Regions from separate parts of the Capsicum annuum genome. Here region 2 is linked to region 1. Evidence: chromatin contacts called from public Hi-C data. All regions are on one chromosome and are shown on one strand. The core of a region is the stretch at or near the end of the contact, and the rest is flanking DNA. Distances in the headings are between cores, read along the strand shown. Region 1 has its middle 98 kb from the start of LOC124897682. Region 2 overlaps LOC107874120 (protein DETOXIFICATION 42).

What was found. A called contact is a pair of places that touch in the nucleus more often than the background predicts.
Region 2: a contact with region 1 is called in a Hi-C map of leaf, with 1.8 times the contacts expected there. The contact joins two enhancer-like sites.

The regions. Positions count from the first base shown.
Region 1 is chr1:52,135,957-52,141,987 of UCD10Xv1.1, reverse strand. It overlaps the pseudogene LOC107845093. Among protein-coding and RNA genes, the nearest start is that of LOC124897682, 98 kb to the left of the region's middle. Within about 2 kb of position 3,262, at least 3 of the 5 cell types and tissues checked have an H3K27ac peak or open chromatin away from gene starts, as enhancers often do. A contact at or near this core is called in leaf, where this site is marked.
Region 2 is chr1:52,374,496-52,380,526 of UCD10Xv1.1, reverse strand. LOC107874120 (protein DETOXIFICATION 42) reads right to left here. Exons shown (of 14, transcript XM_016720993.2): 9 at 4,076-4,239; 10 at 3,189-3,260; 11 at 2,982-3,098; 12 at 2,794-2,889; 13 at 2,301-2,422; 14 at 1,612-1,881. The coding sequence ends at 1,839. Among protein-coding and RNA genes, the nearest start is that of LOC124900111, 7.7 kb to the right of the region's middle. Within about 2 kb of position 2,711, at least 1 of the 5 cell types and tissues checked has an H3K27ac peak or open chromatin away from gene starts, as enhancers often do. A contact at or near this core is called in leaf, where this site is marked.

The DNA of each region.
Region 1 (6,031 bases), core at 2,013-4,512:
GCCACTTTAAAGTATAAATATAGTGGATAAGTTTAAGAAGAGAGAGGGGGCTTGAAGAAGGATAAGCAATGATTGGGGAGGATATGGATGAGTTTGTGCTGGATATTTGTTAGAGTATTCAAAGTATATCTATGATTAGTAAACTTTTTAAAACCGTCACTTTATAGAATTACTATTGTGTATAAATTTGCCTGATTAGGTAATTAATCCATCATATCATGCAAGTCAATTCATCCAATAATAAGAATTGATACATTGATAAACACCACAAATTAGGTAATAAGATATGGGCATGATACCGACTCAATCCTAAAATGCTATGTCATAAAAAGTATTAGAGCATCCAACGACATGTAAGGATGTGAACAATATCTTTCTCAACCTGCGACACACTTAACATTCGGATTCAACCTTTAGCCGAGTTGAAAACTGATAAGAAAAGACACAAGGCATTTCTCACCATTCACATAAAACTTGATTGTACTACAACAACAAACAACAACAATATCCTAGTAAAATCTCACGATTGGGATATTGAAAGGGGAGGGATTGGATTGCTTGTTTTGAGTATTTGCTAGAAAAATTAAAAGATAGCTATGTTTAGTAACTTCCTTAAACGATTAACATAAAATATAGATTTAATATAGATATACATATATATAAGTTGCCTCATTAGGAAATTAATCTTTAATTTCATGCCAGCTAATCCACATAAGAATTGATAATGTGATAATCATGAATGATTAAGTGAGACTAATAACATATTCGGTGAAATTCGAAGAGTGGGATCTGAAGAGCAAGTGCTATCTGGAATGGTTGAACATAAATATTTTGTAGGTAGTGTTTCAAGTCCACTGTCAAATCTAAGAGCTCAACCCTAGACAAATGATGTAAACTATCAATATCTGATTAACAGATAGCAGAATTTTATGCAACACTTGCACCTTGCTTTTATAGTATTAACAGTATTCTTATATAAGGAGTAGCGAGTAAAATGTACATAGATCTTACCACTACCATATGGAATGGAAAAACAGTTTTAAGAGATCGAGTACCACAAGTCAAAATAAGTATGAAAAAGGAAAAACTCCACATTAAAGAAAACATATCAACTAATACGGAACCAACAACAACAAAAAATAGTACAGTAATTGATACATGACGTAGTAGTAATAAACAAGTGTGACTGCCTACGAATGTATCCAGTGAAATCTTATGAGTGGCTTCTGTGGAGAATAAATGTATGGAGTTTTTTGTCCCTAAAAATAACATAAACATAAATCTTAAATCACCATATTTACAAAAGTTTCCACCCTTACAAAGTAATTACAAAAATCACAACTAATTATGAAACATTGTTGGATGTATTGGGTGCTAAATATGAATCTCGACTGACTTAAAATCGAAAAAAATATATCGGGAGTTTATTATATACATTTATAACGGAAATAATGTATCTTCATTAGATGTATTATATTTCTCAATAGACTCAAAATCGAAAAATATATAGTGAGAGCTAATTATGTATATTTACAAAGAAAAAAAATGTATCTTTGTTGGATGTATTGGGAGCTATTTATGTATTTCGACAGACCCAAAACAAAAATTTTTTTAAAATTATGCAAAATATCGGATCTTTTTGTAATTAAGTTCAAAACTTTTGGGATTTATATTGCTTGACCTTTTCCCAAAACTACCACTATAAAGAATAAGGATAGTGCTAAATATAGTGTATTAATTTATGTAGAGAAAGAGTGCTTTAGGAAGGAAAACAATGATTGGGGAGGATATGGATGTGTCTCGGTGTCTGTGTTGGATATTTCTAGAGAATTTAAAGTATTGCTATGATTGGTAATTTTCTTAATCAAACTCTATAAAGTATAACTATGGTGTATAAATTTTCCTAATCCATCATATTATGCACGATAATCCATATAAGAACTGATAAGTTGATAAACATGAAAGATTAAGAGATAAGATGCGAGTCATGAGTCAAACTCAATCCACAAATACTAACTCATAAAGAGTAATAGATCGCCCAACAATATATAAGTATGCAAACAATCTCTCTCTCTCAACCAATGACACGCTTAACAATAGGATCCAACTTTAAACTGAGTAAAAATGCCAAGAAAATACACACGTCATTTCTTATAATACATGCAAAATTTGATGATACTACAATAACAAAAATAATAACAATCTCCCCTGTAAAATCTCACGAATGTATATCAGAAAGGGAGCGATGATTGTCTGTTTTGATTATTTCTAGAAAAATAAAAAGATAGCTATGTTTAGTAATTTCTTTAAACTATCATCATAAAAGATAAATATAATATATAAGTTGCTTGATTAGGTAATTAGTCCTTAATTTCATGCAAGTCAATCCACATAAGAATTGATAGAGTTATAATAATGAAATAATAAGTTATAAGACTAATAGCATATCCGATGAAATTCGATGAGTGGGATCTGAAGAGCAAGCACCATTCGGAATGGTTGATCATAAAGCATTTGTAGGTAATTTTTAAGTCCCTGGTCAAACTAGGGAGACTACCATGGTTTGAACAAAGGATAACAGAGATTTATGGAACACTTGCACCTCGCTTTTATAGTATTAACATTCCTCTTATAATCAGGGGCAGGTAGTAAAATATATGTAGGCCTTACCATTACCTCATTGAACGGAGAAACTATTTCTAGAGCTCGAGTACAACATATCAAAATAAGTATGAAAAAAGGAAAGACTCTAAATTAAAACATATCAACTAATATAGAAGCAATAACAAATACAAAATTGTACAATAATTGAAACATGACATATTTAGTAAAAAAGTCAAGTGTGCCTGCCTATGTTTTGCTAGAAGTACACTTCCAACACACTCGTTTTTCTACTCACAATAACACCATCTCTCATAAATTTTCCCTTCTTTTCCCTCTGTAAAACTCCAGCACCGGAATAATTCTCCAACGGACCTTCACCAGTAACCTATAAAACCCCTTAACCCCTTCTGACCAACCCGAAAATCAAGATAGGTCCAACCTCCTATAGAGTATGTCCAGATACCAGTAGGAATAGCTGGACCACTGGCGCTTGATGGGAAGAATTATTTCGTGCCAATAGCAACGACAGAAGGATGCCTAGTGGCTAGTACCAACAGGGGGTGTAAAGCTATTTATGCTTCCGGTGGCGCCACTAGTGTTTTGTTAGGAGACGGGATGACAGGAGCTCCTGCAGTTAGGTTTGACAGTGCCAAGAGAGCTGCAGAGTTGAAGTTCTTCGTCGAGGATCCAATGAATTTGAGACTCTATCTGAAGTTTTCAACAAGTGAGTATTCTGGTCCTTCCTTCAAGTTCAGTTTTTCCCTTTCTTGAACTTCTATCATGGTCTTCATGATTTTATTGGATTTCTCTGTTTCCTCAATATTTGTCTGTTTCCCATATTAATCAGCATGCCCTCCAATATTATGTATACTAGTTGTATAACTTTGTTTTAATTTGGACATTGCAGATCAAGCAGATTTGCCAGATTACAGAACATTCAATGTGCAATTGCTGGAAAGAATCTGTACATGAGGTTTAGATGCAGCACTGGCAATGAAATGGGAATGAACATGGCTTCTGAAGGGGTACAAAACGTTCTTGAACACCTTAAAAATAAGTATCCCGACATGGATATTATTACCATATCTGGTATACCAGCCACTCTTATTTTTAATTATTGCATTAACTTTTTGTGTTATCCACATACTTAACCACTTGTTAATTGTTATTGATGTAGTGGTGGTACTTTCTACCGACTATTTTTGGATATTCTGGAATTGCTACTCCGGAAATTAGTACATTCATTGTGTGGAACAAAATACATAGTTCATTTTTCTTTTTTCTTTTTTTTTTCTTTAGGTATAAACGTAACAAAAACCCAATATGTTTTGTTTGAACTATGACAGGGAACTATTGCTCCCCTCATGAATGCAAAAAGCCTATAATTATCGCTCCCCTCATTTTGTTCTTCTTGTTACCCCTTGATCCAAGAGAATTATTGCTTGAAGTTATTTGAACAATTACAGGGAACTATTGCTCAGACAAGAAACTAGCAGCTGTTAATTGGGTTGAGGGGAGAGGAAAGTCGGTAGTTTGTGAGGCAACCATAGAGGAAGAGGTGCTGAAGAAAGTTCTGAAAACCGAGGTTGCTGATCTAGTCGAGCTGAACATTCGTAAAAACCTCATTTGCTCCACCGTGGCTGGTGCACTTGGTGGCTTCAATGCCCATGCCATCAATATCGTCACAGCTATATATATAGCCACTGGCCAGGACCCGGCTCAAAATATCGAAAGCTCTCACTGCATCACTATGATGGAGGCTGTAAATGATGGCAAGGACCTCCATATTTCTCTCACCATGCTTTCAATTGAGGTATCCGCTAAACATAGAACATTCACACGTATTCAGTCATCATTGTTTCCTTTGTACACCATCTTAAACTTTTACATGTGACAATTCTAATGAAATCATTTAAAGGGCTTTGACACGACAACTATGCCTCACATACCAAGTATGTTACAGTCGGTAATATGAGTCCTGACTATACTGCTCCAAGTCCATTTAAAGAGATTACTGCTAAAATGTAAGCTAAGATAGTATAGATGAGTCCTTCGTTATTACTCCACTTTCATTAATTCTATTTCCAATCCGCTGTCTAATGCTTTTTTCTTGAGACGAGCGTCTCTTGAAAACAGCCTCTCTACTCCCAAGGTAGGGGTAAGGTTTGCGTACACTCTACCCTCGCATAGGGTATGTCGTCGTTGTTGTTGTTGTTACTACTAAAAAAGTGTTTCTGGAAGCCTGTGTTTCTTCATTGCACTTATAATGCATGTTACTGTTACTTTTCAGGTGGGTACAGTTGGAGGCAAACTGAACTTGCACCTCAATCAGCTTGCTTGAGCTTATAAGGAGTGAAAGGTGCCAACGAAGAGGCTCCAGGGTCAAATGCAAGGCTCTTGGCCACAATAGTAGCAGGTTCGGTACTCGGTGGTGAGCTATCCCTCATGTCTGCTATCTCAACTGGACAACTGGTTGATAGTCACATGAAATACAATAGATCAAGCAAAGATGTTACAAAGGATCCTCCTAATATACAGCTAAATTCTCCTGATCATGCAAGGTGATCAGCATGTTGTGCTGTATCCCATGGTTGTTACCTATTTTATTGTGTTGCTTTGCCAGTTAAAATACAATGTTTGTTTTGATTGTTAATAAAATTTTGTTTTATGGTATCACTTCTCGGAAACTTTACAAACAAGATGAACACATTAAAAAGGAATTAATTACAAGGATAATATAAGAAAATTTTCATTAATCCTTTATTGATTTATTATGGTGTGCAACTAGTATGGATAACTATTTTTAGTAAGATGACAAACTAATTTGAGACTGAGGGAGTACAATCTATTAAATTCATAAATATGATACTGTTGGAAGTGACGGACGCTTATGATCAAAACAACTCCCTCTTGTCCTTTGCCAATCTCTATTGTATTTGAGTAGCAATATTTCAATCAACTATCAGACTTATTCAGAATAACAGTAAACCAAGACAAAATAATTTCATAAGCTTAAGTTTTCGTTCAGCCATGCATGAATTGATAAAATCATCTATGATTTGATATTAATGCTATCTGCAACGACGGATTAATATGAATAATCTATTGTCCAATTTATGTTTTCTCCTATGAATATCTATTATAGTTAGCTCCTATGATTCGCAAATAACTACAATATGCACGAAAGTAGGTAGCATAAGGACTTGACTAACAACCTAGTTTATAAAAAAGTAAAGGAGAAGGCATAAAGACCCACTTAAACTATGATCAAATTTTCAATTACACAATTAACCTTTGGAACGGTGCTATTAGCCCCTTAAGTTAAATATATATGAATAGATATAATTATAATAATAGTAGAAATGATATAACTTGACTAAAGTTTATCCTTAACCAGTAGATAACACTTGTATTAAGGGCAAAGTCA
Region 2 (6,031 bases), core at 1,462-3,961, 240 kb before region 1:
GAAAACTCCAGGTGTTAGATTAATTCCCTAATTCAAAACACAATGCAACAAATTGTAAGCAATCAAATTATGAACTCAAGTTCTCGAGCAATTATTCCAAAGGAGGTTCCATGTCTTTAACCCTTTTGATGCTCTGACAGATAATATTATGTATGTTCCTTCACAATCACTGCAACTGTCTGGTGAGCAACATCGGTTTAGTGATCATTCATGGAATGACCAAAATGTTGAGAAAGGTGAGTGCTCAGAGTTGGGCAGATTTAGTAGATGAAGAGGACGAGCAGGTCACTTCACCTCCGGTGCACAGCAAGTTGAGCCCTACAGCTCCTATTTTTGTTCCCAAAAGTTCCAAATCAGTGACATGTGGACATAAAGTGTGTTTGTAAAGAAGAATGAACCGAAACTAGTAGCATCAAGATTTAGCCCAACTACTGTTGATTTGAGCAAGGATGTTCTTGATGAGGAAGAGGAAGACATTGATTTGGGTGAGGATAGTTTTGACAAGGATGAAGAAGAGAATATGCTAGTCATATGCTTTGATATAGTGTCTAAGGGTGGGGATATCTCACCAAGACATCGAAGAAGTGGAAGCAACAAAAAGAAAAAGATGACACATGGAAGGCAGCACAGTTAAGATGGTAGAGTGACTGAGGTGTTTTTTTCCAAGACTCATGCGACTGGAAAAGCAGAATCATACAGCAGTGTCAATAGCTTCAACAAAATTCAATAAATTCAAGAAGTAAGTGATGAAATATCAAATATGGTTGGACAAATTTGAAGAAGAAGACAAGAGAAAAATACTTCAGGTTACTTTAGATGGGCAGTCTATCTTTTTTAATTCATCCATTCATTCAAGAAAATTTGAGGTAGATAACTCAACTTTCTTCTTGTCTTTTATATTTTAAATCATTTAAGCATCCTCATTTGAAATATCATCATAAATTGTATAACAAACTCTGTGATGATCATAGAATAACTAGTTCTCTCTAGCTCTTATTTTCTTCATGTTTGTTAATTAGTAGAGGTTCATCACTCATTACTATTGGTAAGGTAAGGTTTAGCCCCCCTGCATGTACTTATCCCTATTGAGGATTTTATTTTTATTTCAACAAAAAAACCGCTAGATACTCTATCTCGTGGTACAAATTTGCTTAAAATAGTGAGTTGTGTGAAATAAAAAAGTATTGTTTTCTTCTAAGAGTAGTAGTCTTTTGACACTACCAAGTTTCAATTAGTGTTATTGTATTACTCTATTTGGGTATTATATTTATCCTAATATAATATTTGTGTCCTTGTTACTCTCTTGTTATTGCTATTTAACATCTAGGGTGGAATAATTAATTCTCCAAATAGTTATATCCCCGACTCATGTAATGCATATCAAATTAGAATGGAACGGGGTATTATATTTATACACATTTCCTCCTTTCCAATTTGTGGGAAGCTGTTGATTTGCCATGAATCTTAGAAGAGAATGGAAGATTGTTGAAACTTGTGATCTAAAATAAGCCAACAATTATTTTGTGACTATAAATCATCTCATTAAAGTTTAAATAAAAATCCGATGTTACATTACTAGTATATATAGAAAGATATCATTTTCTGTGAGACTGGACGAGAAAATACCATATAATAAGATTGATTCTTTTCGGAATCTACAAAAGAAAGAGTGCTTTTATAATGGAACTAAAGAGATCAATGTTACTTTGGGATACAACATTGAACAAAATTGCCTTATAAGGTCCCTCCTTAACTTTCTTTGGTCCTTATAAGGAACTTAAGGTTACTGTACAAATTTACTGTATGAAAGTAATATGTTAATTGTCTAACAGAAGCTTTCAGCTCCTGAGGAACTTCCATGGGCCTGTCCCTGTGCCTATCCTGCAAATGGTGAAGCAGAAAATAAACAAATTATGCTTTTACGTTTCCATGGTCGCCTTAATATTATGTTTGACCAAGCTTTTAGGAAACCAAAGTGCTTTCTTCTAAAATACTTATCTTAAAGAGTTGAGGTGTCTGACCAAGCTTCTAAAGAAAAAAAAAAATAAGTGCTTTTGATCAATAGCGGTAGCAGTTTTTCAGAAACAAAAAAAGTATATTTTCCCCAGATTCACTTCTGAAACCCTGGTCAGACACATATCACTGCTATAATACTGGCAAAAGTGTTTGTTCAAACTGATTCATCAAACACAAACTGCTACTATCCAAATGTACTTTTTCCAGAAACACTTCCAACAAAAAGCAGATTCTGGAAGCTTGACAAAACAGGCTATATGCCTTAGTTTTATACGAATGCCTACCTCCCGAAGCCAGCTAAAGCTCGTAGGCTCATATAGATGGTTAGAGCTACCCAAATTCCAATATATCCAAAACTTGATGAAAGAATGAGCAGGAACACAATGCTGAAAAGAGCCAGCGTAAGCTGAAGATCAAAAGCATTCTTGTCAATAAATGTTTCCTTTGATCAGGATAAGTTATAAAAATTTGACAATATACCCAGATCATCAGAACGGTAGATTTCTTCAAGAGGGTAATTCTCTCTTTGTAAATGTGTGTGGCTGTTTGTGGGGATGGGGGTGGTGTGATATGAGGACATTGAGTTGAAGTGCGACTTTGAATAACTGAAATAAAATTAACACCTATGTTGCTTGGACTCTCAAAAAATATTGCCGCATCGGTGTTGGGTGCCTAAAGAAGACATTAATTTTGGAGCAGCTGACTCACGCCCATCAACAATTTTGAAGAGTCCAAGCAACATACGTTGAGACTAATGTTGCAACACTATAATCTTACCATCGAGTATGCAGAATATGAAAAGTCGGATACGCCAAAGTTTACACCATCAAAGACAAAGGCGAGGCAATTGATTGGTTGGGTTGCAGCGACAAACTGAAATAGGAAGAAATGCTGAGTTCAAACCAAGTTTTTTACAGTGAAAGTTTTGTAAATGTATCAACTACATGTTTATAAATGGTGTATACCGGAACGCCAATGCCAATTAGGTGCAGGACATGGACATCTTTTGTAAAGACTCTTGCTCCAAAGTGTAAACCAACTCCAAGAATGAGTGCTAGTACCAACCCTAAAACTACTCCCAACTGCACATCAAGAGCTGCATCGTTATTCTCTCATTTGCTATCAAAAATATACTCACATGTGAATACTCTGCTGTAGAACAACTTTAGTACCTGTAATACCCTTGATGCTGCTGCAGTACACCTACTGAAGTCCTTTTGAGCAAATGAACTTGCTAGTATTGCCTGAAAGGGGAAAAGGAACGTTGAAGTTTTGAAGTTTGTTCACTTAATATGATGACTGTTGATGCTTTCTTGTGGTGGCGAATATGAAAGTACAAATGTCTTTCACTAGAGATATTTGGAACAATATACAGTCAAACTTCTACATAACAACATCGTTTGTCCTGATTTTTTTGACCAGTTATTGGGAAATCATTTTATAGAGAACTTTATAATATAGTGAAATGTTGTTCAAGATCGGTTCCACAGAAAATATGGCTGATATAGTGAAAAGTTTTTCAAGAGGATGACTGTTATAGAAAGGCCTGACTAGAGATTCACAACTTTGATTAGTGAACATGAACACATTGTTTCTAAAGAACAGAATTTTGCTAATTCCTATCAAGGAGCCGTGCCTCGTAGATTTTCCTGCCACTATAGCAATGACTACTGTTACACTATGTTACTCAGACTCATCAGAAATGCCAACGGTTATGTGTTGTATCATCCAAGGGTAGTGCATTTTTGGAAGATTTGGCACACACTCGCGAATTTTTGAATAGTTTTAAGTAACATAGTATGGTAGTATTCGTTGCTACAGTTGTAGGAAATTCAACACCTTTGTAGGAATATTAATGGAGAGTTCGAGCAACATAGCTTCCATATCCCATTTTGATGCAAATAATGGTTCCCCCAGTTCTTGAAATTAAGATTTCTTGGAAAAATGATATATCTGGTTAGAACATCAATTTTATTAGTTACCGGTCTTTCTCTTTTCCAACGGATCTTTAGCTTATTTGAGACAGCAAAAAGTATTGATATGGGGCATCATATCTCACCTGCCCAGCTACAGCTAACCCATCAGCTAGAAGAGATGTAGCTAGCCAAACCTGCAAGCAGACCTGAAATGCAGCCATTTGTGTCGGTCCTAACCTTGCAGCCAATGATGCAGCTAATGTTACACAGAATGTTGCTGCTATGACCCTCACTAACAAAAGGAAGCCTGAAATTAGGAGGAAAAAAAGAAAAAAAATTAGCTTTTCTGTACCGCTACTCTTGAAAGGGAAAAGGCTCAAATATGCCATTGAACCATCAGAAATGGCTCATTTATACCATCAGTTAAACGTTTGGCTCATTCATGCCATCGCCGTTACAAAATCGGCTCATCCATGCCATTAATTTTTAACGGTGGTTTTAAAAAACAACTTTTCCACGTGGCCTTTTATTAAAGGTCCACTTCATTAATTAAAATATGGAAAAAGGCTCAAATATGCCATTAAACTATCACAAATGACTCATTTATGCCCTCAGTTAAAAGTTCAGCTCATTTATGTCATCGTCATTATAAAATTAGCTCACCCATGTCATTATTTTTTAATGGTGGCTTTTCAAAAACAGTTCTGTCATGTGGCCTTTTATTAGAGGTCCGCGACATTAATTAAAATAAATCAATATTAATTTCAAAATATCTTAGACCCATTTAAAACAACCGATTCATTTAACATAACCCAACCCACACCCATTACAATTTTTTTTTTCCCTACAGCAACTATGTTTCTAATAAAGAAAATAATGATTAATGTATATTTTTTGGCTATTTCTAGTTCATTCTAAATCATTATAAATGTTACGCTTAACAGAAACCTCAAAAATTCTATCCTACAGTAATTGATTAATTTTAATTCCACTGACTCCAATATATACTCCGAAGTTGTAGGAAAATAAATCAATGAACGATTAGGGCAAGCAAGAAAAAAAAAGAGGCGTACCAATAAAACTTCTCCATTCGTCCATCACGAATTAGGGGAGTATACATCATTGAAAAAATCATTTACAAATAATGACTTAAAAGAAGTCGGTTATCCCAATTATTCCACCGTGCATATGGAATAACTTCTCCCATCACGAATTAGTGGAGCATTCATTGTTGAAAAATCATTTTCAAATAACGACTTAAAAGAAGTTTGCTATTCCAATTATCACGCCACTGGGATAACTTCTCCCATCATTATGGTATAAATGCTGAAATAAATAATCCCGATACTAACTAATTTCGGATATTTTGAAATTAATATTGATTTTTTTTAATTAATGGCGTGGACTTCTAATAAAAGACCACATGATAAAGCTATTTTTAAAAACTATCATTAAAAAGTAATGACATGAGTGAGTTGATTTTATACTGGTGATGGCATGAATGAGCCGAACTTTTAACTGATGGCATCAATGAGCTACTTCTGATAGTTCAATGGCATATTTGAGCTTTTTTGCTTATTTTAATTAATGACGTGGACCTCTAATAAAAGACCACGTGACAAAGTTGTTTTTGAAAATCACCGTTAAAAAAGTAATGGCATGGATGAGTTGGTTTTGTAACGGCGATGGCATGAATGAGCTCAACTTTTAATTGATGACATAAATGAGTCAATTCTGATAGTTCAGTGGCATGTTTGAGCCTTTTCCCATAACATTTAGATTCTTCATAGTGAATTTAGAGTTTGCATTAAAGTGAAATTAATAGACAGAACCACAGATGACGAAGACAAAATCTGGTGAATGGAAGTTGTTCAAAATTTCAGAAAACAAATGGGACGGGCGAAAGCTCAGAAGGTTTTGGTGTATCAGGTTAACTTAATATATCATTGGAGCCACCTTACCGCCTCAAACACATAGACTCTGACCATAGTATAAAATACACGAAGGCATATACAATACATAAACACACTTAAATTTGGCTTCAGCTGGCAAGTAAGCACTCTAACTTTGAGAGCGCGCATGTATACACCTAATCAACT